Regions from separate parts of the Zea mays genome. Here region 1 is linked to region 2. A link is a contact called in public Hi-C data. All regions are on one chromosome and are shown on one strand. Each heading gives the region's core, a stretch centred on a gene start, on an enhancer-like site or on the middle of the called end of the contact. The rest is flanking DNA. Distances are from core to core; before and after follow the strand shown.

Region 1 (4,962 bases), core at 1,948-4,447, 230 kb before region 2:
GTGAGAAGCAAGTGAAAGCCTTTGAAAAATGTACTCAATGCTAAAGATGTTGGACATCTAGTTTTGTGTGGGGCCTTATGGACAAAGCAAGACAATAAAACGACAATATTTTTTTGTCCAAACTCCAACTTCAATAATCTTGATTTTTTTTTAAAATATTATTCAAAGGCCAAAAGGATACACAACCCACTTAAATCATTGATTTAAAACGCAATGGATCAACCTAGAATTCCAATCCAAAGGTCCAACTATTAATTAGGAGCATACCAAAAAAAATCTAAAGCATGTTGACTCCAAATGATCTCACATAGGATGATCAACAAATTTTAGCCTTAGTATTTTTAAACCATTTTCCAAAGGTTTTTCTCTCAACTTTCAATTATCACTCGATTCTAGCAGCGTATACAAAGTTAGATCACTCAAATGGCTCTATGTGTATGATATGCGAACAAGTTCGCCCCTCTTAATAGTAGGACAATCTATTCTAAACCTGATCATACACTTCTCTAAACAACCTTTGACGATGAAATGAAATGCCCTACAAGTTATATCTTTGCCTTAATTATGTTTCATCTCCTCAAATGATGAGGCTATATAAGCATCAACCTCGATCATCAAATGTTGAACAATGATTATTTATTCGATTAGCCAACCATGCTACCTTTGATCATTGCACATAACATGAAGTTCAATACACCATCCTTCACTAACTGGTGAATAATGAACATCCAAAGTGTGACAACCATGTTATCTTTGATCATTACGGGGTAGGACACCTAACTAAAATTTAGTCTTTGTCACATTAGATATTAGTGTCGATTACGAGTATTAAATATAGTCTAGTCACAAAACTATTAAATATAGTCTAATTACAAAACTAGTTATATAAATAAAGACTAAACGACGGAACAAATTTATTAAGCCTAATTAATCCTGGATTAGCAAATGTTTACTGTAGCATCACATAAGCGAATCATGGACTAATTATACTTAATACTTGTCTTGTTATTTAGTTCTTATCTGTATAATTAGTTTTTTAGCTAGGAGAGACTAGCTTCTTGGTTTTTAAAAAACTGTGAATCTAATTTCTATAAACTGAGACTGATATTTCTGGAACCACCTCAGTTTTTATAATCAGTTTGTTAAACACTAGGTGGTTTCAAACATGTCCTTAATCATCCGATGTGATAGGACTCAAACGGACCAGTATATATATAGTAGTAATACGTAATTCCTGAGCACACGGATCTGGATGTACCAACATCGAACGGGTACAAAGGTCACTTTTCCTGAAGGTGATTGCAAACGTATGTGTGACCGAGAAATATAAACAAACAGAAATATGATCTTAGTGCGCGGCTTGCAATAATGGAGGACACGTCTGAATTTGGATGGACCGATGAACTGAGACTGGATTCGCAGGTACTAACTACGTAGCCGCTCTTGCCGGTAGCGGATTGAGGCGCGGTGTGGGGATGAGGAGGAGATGGTTCTTCCGGGCGGTGACGAGCCCCGCTGCCTCCTCCATGTCCAAGGGCGGCGCAGTGGATTGGCCCGGCGGGATGGGCACCTCCCAGTGGAAGCACTGCACCAGCGCGGCGAGGAAGGCCGGCACGGCCTGCATGGCTAGGCCCATGCCGGGGCAGGCGCGGCGGCCGCTTCCAAACGGCATGAGCTGCATGTGCTGCCCCTTGGGGTCCACGCCGGCGCCGGCGCCGCCGGGCATGAAGCGCTCGGGCCGGAACTGGAGCGGGTCCTCCCAGCAGCCCGGGTCGCGGCCGATGGAGAAGATGTTGAAGAAGACGGAGGTCTTGGGCGGGATGACGTAGCCGCGGACGTGGACCGGCTCGATGGTCTCCCGCTGAGCGAACACCGCGGGGGGCTGCAGCCGCAGCGTCTCCTTGAAGACGGCCTGCAGGTAGGGAAGGCGCGGGACGTCCTGCTCCCCGACCAGGCGCGACGCGCCCACCACGGCGTCCAGCTCCGCGCGCAGCTTGTCCATGCAGGCCGGGTGGTTGATGAGCAGCGCCAGCATCCACTCCACGCTGGTGGCGGTGGTGTCGGAGCCGGCCGTGAAGATGTCGAGGACGAACGCCTTGATGTTCTCCCTGGTGAGCCTGACCTCGGCGTTGGCGTCCTCCGCCGCGTCCATGAGGATGTCCAGCAGGTCCTTGGTGCCGCCGCCGGTGTCGGTGGTGGCGTGGCGACGACGGCGACTCTCCTCCTTGCCCGTGATCATGATCTCCAGCAGCGCGTCGAACTTGTCACGCACCTCGCGCGTCCTCCGCGTGAGCCCCTGCAGGTCCCAGCCGCGGCAGAGGCCGACGTAGTCCTCGACGTTGAAGGCCCCCACGAGCTCGGCGACGTGCTTGGCGCAGTCCCTGGCCGCCTCCGTCATGTGGCCCGGCAGCGCGCTGGCCACCATGCGCATGATGGCGTTGTTGGACATGCTGATGAGGTGGCGGCTGACGTCGATGGGCTCCCGAGCGGCGGCCGCCTGGCGCGCCGCCTCCAGCACGGCCGCCAGCTCGGCCTCCCGCACGGGGCGCAGCTGGTCCACGGTCCGCGGGCCCAGCAGCTCCGACATGCAGAGGCGCTTCATGAAGCGCCAGTGCGGGCCGTAGGGCGCGAAGGCGAAGCCGGCGTCGTCGTAGGCGAGGTGGCGCGTGACGGCCGTGAGCGGCCGCTCCGGGATGCTGGCCTCGTGCTTGAGGAGGTCCCGCGCGGCGTCCGCGGTGCCCGCGACGACGCAGTGCGTGGAGGGCCCGAGGCGGAGGTAGACGAGCGGCCCGTAGCGTGCCAGGATGCGGTCGAAGGCCCTGTGCGGCGGCGGGCGGATGAGGTGCAGGTGTCCGATCAGCGGGAGGGCCATCGGGCTCGGGGGCAGCCTGCTGTTGCGGTTGCTCCATGTGGAGAAGACGAGGGTGGAGAGCGCCACGAGGAGCAGCACGGCGGGCAGCAGGGCCAGGCCGCCACTGGCAGCAGCAGCATCAGCTTCCATATCTGCCCTCGTCTCGTACGGTGTGGCGGGGGGTTATATTTCGAGGCGTGGTTGGACTCTGCATAATAGTAGTACTTTGCTATGTATAGAACACAAGAGGGGCAGTGATGGAGAGAGGGCCAGCCAAAAGCCAGGAGCGACGGGGAGGAACGCAGGCCGCCCGTGGCACCTACCTCTCTGTGTGCCACTGCCACTGCCATCACGGAGCGGTTGATCTCTTTCTCGTGCCGAACATAAACAAAAGACCCGATTTGACCTCAAAAAGGTTAGGTACGGTATGCGGCCCCGATTGCATTCCGCGACCATAAACTACTCCATTCATTTTAACTTATGCTTTTTTTAATAATTTATTTTTTTACAATGTATATAATTTAGATACATATTATATTTTAATACACAGTAAAATAATATAGCTAGAAAAAATAATCAAACCCTTTTATATTTTAGAACAAAGAAAATCAAAAATCGGTATATAACATTGTAATATTGTAGCAATTAGATTACCCTCACCAACACAACAGGATTTAAGTCACAACTAACGGGGAAAAAACTCGAACCGTGAATATAGATTACACATACTTTTTAAATATTTTTTGTCACGTTCCTGTTCCTGAAAAAAGTAGAACGCCCTACAAATTCAAAAATCAAATAATTATCCGTTAACTCAGTCATTTTTGCACTTGTCTATTTTCACTGTATTATCACCAGTTTAAACTTTGCAAAACCTACTCAACCAAATTATCCCACGCTCATTCCTTCGTTAAAATCTGCCAACCAAATTGCACCAGACCTAACACATCGTCAAAATCAAATCGCCACATAACACACTCTTTCTTACTCACTCAATTCTAATAGACAATATTATTTGAATCATTCATCATCATTCTCCACGTCCCCGCCACCAACCCCTCCCCTCGCGCCGTCGACGCCGTCGTCGACCCCTTCTCTCTTCTTAGGATCCTAACGTTAACACAATCTATAAGATTATATTATAACTCATATGATCATCTCAATGTTCCAAAAAATCATCCCCGCCCACCACCACCGCCACCATGAATGGTCCATAAGCGGTATGGCAATAAAGTGGGCAATTATTGCATCACAACTCGTTGAGAAGGAAGAGATCAACCATAGCGAGATAAAAGTCTTGTTAGTTACTCCCTGGGTTCCAAGATATTTTGGCTATTTTAAGTATGTTACTTTTTATATATTTAAAAATACACTATGTATACACATATAATACAAACAATATATTAAAACCAAAATATCTTAATATTTAAACACAAAAAAATAACGGTAACCATGCTACTGCAAAAATAGTAGGGATACAATGGGGGGTTGTAATGAGGATGGAGCAAACACCCACTCATGTTGATATCCAACATAAGTCACACTCACACCTATAATACTTAACGGATAGATTTTTACCTACTGGGTGATCAACAAGTGCAAATACTTAAACAATATAAATAAGATATTTAAAAACAAAAATATATTAATATTTAAAACAGAAAAATGTGATCATGCTAATGCCAAAATAGTAGGGATGCAAAGGTAGGATGTAATGCGGGTGGAGCAAACACTCACTCATTGATATCCAATATATTAAGTCGCGCACGCATCCATAATACTTAACGAGCATATTTATGCCCGCACTCATACATCAATATGACCTACCTTAATTTACCTCTACAAAATGCATGGTAGTCACAACAACATGATAGTCAAAACAACCTTATGTTGTCACTAATCATCAAAACAAATACACCACTAAGATATACTTGCATCCTCTTCTCAAATACTCCCTCTATCCCACAAAGAATCTCGTTTGACTTTTTTTATATGAAGTTTGACTGACTTATCTTATTCAAAACAATCATAATTATCATTTATTTTCATTCTGATTTAGTTTATTATATAATTTACTTTAACTATGAACTGAATGTTTCTATGTTTTCATA
Region 2 (5,560 bases), core at 700-3,199:
ATAGCATATCTTTCGCGATGGTTGTTAGGCACAATTCATAAGCGTCAAGGATGACGTCAGCAACAGTCATCGAGAAGGACGCGAGCAGTCTCGCACCTTCTCCAAGTGCAGGATCTAAAGGGGCGATTGGTTCTCGAGACTTGTTCTTTCGATTGCAGATGCATGTCGGCGCTTGGGGTGAAAAAGACCATGACGACGACGCAAGAACAAGCAAAGGCAAAACCTAACTCGTGTATAGCATATTTTTGGCGACGATTGTTCATAATAATTTGTAGAGTCACCTCCACGTCTTTCGATCTGATAAGGACCCATGTCAGATTTGATCGTGATTCGATAAAAACTGATCGTGATCTGATAAGGATTCATGTCACGATCTAACCGTGATCCGATAAAGACTATAACTTAACAACAAAGTATCGACAAATAAAAATAAAAATAGCAAAAAGGTAGTCATGTCCACGCAAGGCGAGGGACCGAATTTCGGTGGACCATTCACGTTGCGCACTCGTGCCAGGCCAGGCATGGCGAGCGAGAGCATGCAGGTGTAGTACTCCGTCCTCTCTCCCCTCATTCATGATTTGGTGAGAGAGAAACACCACCACATATAAACTAGTCTAACTCTACTTAAACTATCAATATGGGACCATTTCCTTATCATATATAGGTCTTTGAGATTTTATAGGATTTAATTAATTTTTTCTATAGGGCTACGCCCACAAAATCCAAAGGACCAACATCGCCATCTCCCTAGGATAGGAGATCATTCCTTTTAATCCCTCGGATTAGGCTTTAGGACTCATATCGTCATCGAGGTAGTCTCGGATTAGTAAACTACGGACTTAGGATGATCAAGAGGTCTAAGTTTTATATCAGTCTCCAATATATCATTATAAACCTATTCTACCTTGAATTTACATAAGATTTCGTTATAGACTTTAGAGGGTGTTTGGCATAACGCATAACTTCAGAGCAACTCCAATAGTTCTTAAAAAAGAGTTTGTTAAAATCATGTTTAGCAAGTTGCTAAATAGCTATTGGAAGTAAAAAATAACTTAGTCTCCAATAGTTGCTCATATTTAGGAAGTATTTTGAATCTAGCTTTGGCAGCCCTGCCTCCCATGATATCTGGCTGACAATAAGGTTGAGAGCAGAGGATGTCGAGGACGGAAGAGAAAAGGCCGGTCGACATTAACTATGGAGGAGTGATGGTCCGGTGGCGCAACCTATGAGGAAGTTGGGTTCGACGGTAAAGGAGAAACGTGTGTCACACGTGTTTGACCTAGCTACCTCACTATGCTAGAAAGTGGGAAAAAAAGTGTGCTATACCTGGCTATCTCAGTGTGTGGAAAAGGGAAAAATAATCACGCTAATGTGAATAAATTGACGCCAACTGTATTAAGGGAGTTCCTATCGAGTTGCTAAATTTGGAGAGTAAATAGAGTTTAATAGCAACTAAGTAAATTTAGCAAGTCTATTTAGAGAACCATTGGAGAAGCATTTTTCTGTTTACTTTTTATATTTAAGATTTAGAGAGTTCTTTAGGGAACTAGTGGTGTTGCTCTCAGAGCAAGATTTTATAAAGAACTAGTTAGAGTCAGCCAAACTCTCTTAAACTCCCTAAAATTTGAGAGCTAAGGTACAAATCTTTTTTTATTGCTCTGAAACAACTAAAAGTCAACTCATGAAGTTTGAAAAATATTTATCCATCACTATTACCGGTTATAAAGACAATCTAGAGTTGCTCCACCTATAACTTTATAACAAATCTGGTATGCCAAACACCCTCTAATAAATTCATTACTCCTCCACGGCAACTTCAATCTCCCGCTGCAATATCCACCGCAACAGAGAAGAGGAGTCGACACGGTTTGTGGTTTTGTGCCGTCACATTAATGCTATTCGTGGGCCCAGATGCAGACCTGACAGCCTGTGCCACTGCTCAACCGCTCGGCGTTCTATGAATAAACGACCACGCGCTTCTCTCCGCTCTTCCCTCCCCATTATTACTGGAACAAAAAGAAAAAAAACACGAGAAAAATCAAATCAGGAGACGGGGATTCCAGAGAGCCCCGTTCGGGTAGGGAAGGGAAGGAGAGGCGAAGCGGAGGCGAGATGGGGGCGGCCGAATCCGTGCCGGAGACCTCCATACACGAATTCACCGTCAAGGTGCGGCGATCCCCATCCCGAGATCACGCTCCTGCGTGGTCCTGTTTGTATTTTTAGTTTCTTTTTCTGATTTTTTTTCGCAAAAAGATAATTTTGGGGTTTATTCGTGGAGCAGGATTGCAACGGCAAGGAAGTGAGCCTGGAAACCTACAAGGGGAAGGTCCTCCTTGTTGTTAACGTCGCCTCCAAATGGTACGCTATCTTTCCCTGACAGTTGGAAGAATTTGTTCTTGGTATTCTCGTGGTTCGGGAGATGCTGAGACAGTTTTGATGTTCTCGATGCCGTCAGTGGGTTCACGGAGACCAATTACACGCAGCTGACGGAGCTTTATCAGAAGTACAGGGACAAAGGTCTGTTCTTTGCCTGATGTGGTTCTTGATCTGTTGTTGCGCCTGAAATGTGAATCTCTCTGGAAGTTGGTGCGTAGAAGTGGGTAATTGGAGTAGTGCACGTTGATGCTTGTTGGAACAGTGGTTCTTGTCTTCTGTTTGAAGTGGAATGGCAAAAAATCACGAAAAATATTCTCCTGAAAAAAGTGTGCGAGTAGTCTTGCCCAAGGGAGATTTTACATTGCTTGCCACACAGCATTCATACCAAAAGCTTTGTTTACCTGTAGCTCATTTCTTCAACTATTTTCAGACATGCATGTGTTTTATGCAGCTTAGATTAGATAGGCAGCTGGTGAAGTGCGCATACAATTTCATTGCATTCGCTTATCAAATCTGAATGATCTCCCGTTTTCTGGAGTGCTTGGATAGTAGTTCTAACTTGCAGATACCTTTTGAGGATCAGCGAAGGGTTCTGAAAGGAGCCTGTGAGAACCCTGTTTCCCAAAGAAGATGGTTTGTTTCCTTGAGGATTGTTTTCCCAAATTTCTTCGACAACTAAAATTAGCTTCCACCTAACATTTTCTGGCTCTCAGCCAACATTGCACTGTTTGGTGAAATTAAATAAAAATTGTATGACTGTTTGGCGAAATTAAATCAAAACTGTATGGAGTTTAAATGACGCTAGAATGATAATGTTTTTCTTGCTACTAAGGCCGTCTGCAGTAGTCTATCCATAGTTTACCCAAAAACATTGTTTTGCACTGTAGACTGTATTGTTCGCAGAGTGGAGTTTAAATATAGGTATGGGGATGTGTAAGCTACTTGAGATAGTCTAAGGCATCAAGTACTGTACCCACTTACACTTGCAGCAAATTTGCTCTGTTGTGAATTCAGTATATGGCTATCAAACAATCCCATTGTCTTTTGCAACTATGCCTGTGTGTACTTTGATTCAGTCTGCGCTTGATATTCCATTGAAATGGTTTTATTCTCTAGATCTAACAGAAACTGATTTTACTTCCAATCTTGCTAGACTTCGAGATATTGGCATTCCCTTGCAATCAGTTCTTGCGACAGGAGCCAGGTACTGATCAGCAGATACAAGACTTTGCTTGCACCAGATTTAAAGCTGAATACCCAGTTTTTCAGAAGGTGAGAACTGTTTACCAGACTTGCTAGCTTGCTAGGGAACTTTTGGTCCTTTTTCTTAGATAAGGTACTCTGAACAGTAGTCTCGTTTACCTGGCAGCTAGAATAATATTGGATATTACTTACGCTAATTTCTAGAAGATGCAAAGATCGCATGGCAGAATACATCAATTTGGAAACTAACAACATGTGGTAGAAATACCCTTAGTCCTATAACTCGACGATGCGTTGTTATATTGGTTTTTAGTTGGCCACAATCAGACAAGTTGCAGAAGCGTGTTTAAAGACGCAATCTGCATCTGCATCTCACCATCTAAAAAGTACGATTAATCAGCCATGGTGAGAATTTGCTGGCACGCGCATTGATATTTTGGATAGACCTGACAGGTTGACATCAACGTGCAAACCGGAGCTGTGTGTTCTTATATTGCTAATTAAAGAAAGCTGATTGCATTCTAAACTCGGGTTTTGCAGGTGCGCGTAAACGGACCAGATGCGGCGCCGGTTTACAAGTTTCTGAAAGCTAGCAAGCCTGGTTTGTTTGGGTCATCAAGGATCAAATGGAACTTTACCAAGTTTCTGGTGGACAAAGATGGGAAGGTCATCGAGAGATACGGAACCTCGACAGCTCCAATGGCAATTGAGGTCTCCTTCCCTCTCTGTCTCTGTCTCTCTCTCCCTCTCCAGACGTCTGCCTACGTTTTCTTTTTGATGCATGGATTCGTGTTTCTTCGACTCTGCAGAAGGACATCCAGAAGGCCCTTGAGGAATAATTTTTTGTGAGCTTGTCTCGTCTCATCCACCACACACTTGCAGCAGAAATAGGCACTTGCTGAAATATTTCGTCGTAGTAACATTCAGACCGGACGTCTTTGCTTATCTGTAGTAAAAATTCTGTGTAATGTTACCCTCCTTTTCGCCTTCCGTTCGTGTAAGTAGAGGTTGTATTAAGTAGCCATCATCTGCTAGCTTTTGCCCTTTCTGTGTGAAGAAGTGAAGACATGGTATATTGATGCAAAACTTAACGTTGGTGAAGCATGTATGTTTTGACGCTCGTTCCGGATGACGGACTGGTCTCATCGAGGCTGGTGGTACTGGACGGCCATGTTTTGCGCCATATCACACTGGGCGGGCTTGTGTTACTGGCCTGTTTGGATCAACTTTTTTCGGTGGAGCTTTTCTGATAAACTCACTGTAGGGTAAAGCTAGCTATGGAGAGAAGTTGGTTTATAAGAATCTAGGTGTTTGATAATAAAGTAATTTATCGTCCTATAAATATAATTTTTTATAAATTAATTTAAACTGACAATGCATAAGTTTTACAATTAAATGGACCGTCGCTCACTCAGATTATTCCGGACGCGGTCTTTAGATTGGTTCGGACTTAACATGCTACTACTGCGTGCTACTGCTACGGTTGTAGGAAGCGCTTCCTTGAGAAGTTGGCCAAAGTCTGGACGTTTGGCAACCAGAAGCGGCTGCGAAGCCGAACCAAACACGGGCAGGTTTCTCCTTACGAGGCACACGCACATTGGATAATAGAGGCCTGCTTTAGAGTTTCTTGCACAAATTAAGGACCCTTTTGAGATCCAGGTACAAGTACAAACATGAAGTCTACGAGCAGCTTCATTGATAAAGTTGAAGTTGTTTTTGATGAAACGTAAACTTAAGAAAGAAAGCTAGAAGAAGCTGTAATTAGGTATGGCAATCTAACTAGCAAACCTAAAACCCGATGGGTGCCCAGCACGAAGGATGCGGGTACCGGTGAATATTTTGACCCATGGGTGCACGACCTGAAGTTTCGTAGGTGTGGGGACGGGTTCCTGTTTCAACCCGCGGGTAATCCGAACCCGACCCGAAATTTGGTTCATTTTTTATTTAACGAAAAATGATTAAGATACAATAATAATAATTG

The links. Hi-C and Micro-C count contacts between places; a contact is called where the count stands out from the background.
Region 1: a contact with region 2 is called in a Hi-C map of leaf, with 5 times the contacts expected there. The contact joins the promoter of LOC103639121 here to the promoter of LOC100283257 in region 2.

What each region holds. Positions count from the first base shown.
Region 1 is chr9:134,228,084-134,233,045 of Zm-B73-REFERENCE-NAM-5.0, reverse strand. LOC103639121 (cytochrome P450 93G2) reads right to left here and starts at 3,197. Exons shown (of 1, transcript XM_008661918.2): 1 at 1,186-3,197. The coding sequence starts at 3,001. The coding sequence ends at 1,430.
Region 2 is chr9:133,992,539-133,998,098 of Zm-B73-REFERENCE-NAM-5.0, reverse strand. LOC100283257 reads left to right here and starts at 1,949. Exons shown (of 6, transcript NM_001156159.2): 1 at 1,949-2,166; 2 at 2,282-2,358; 3 at 2,456-2,517; 4 at 3,530-3,648; 5 at 4,120-4,290; 6 at 4,389-4,800. The coding sequence starts at 2,113. The coding sequence ends at 4,418.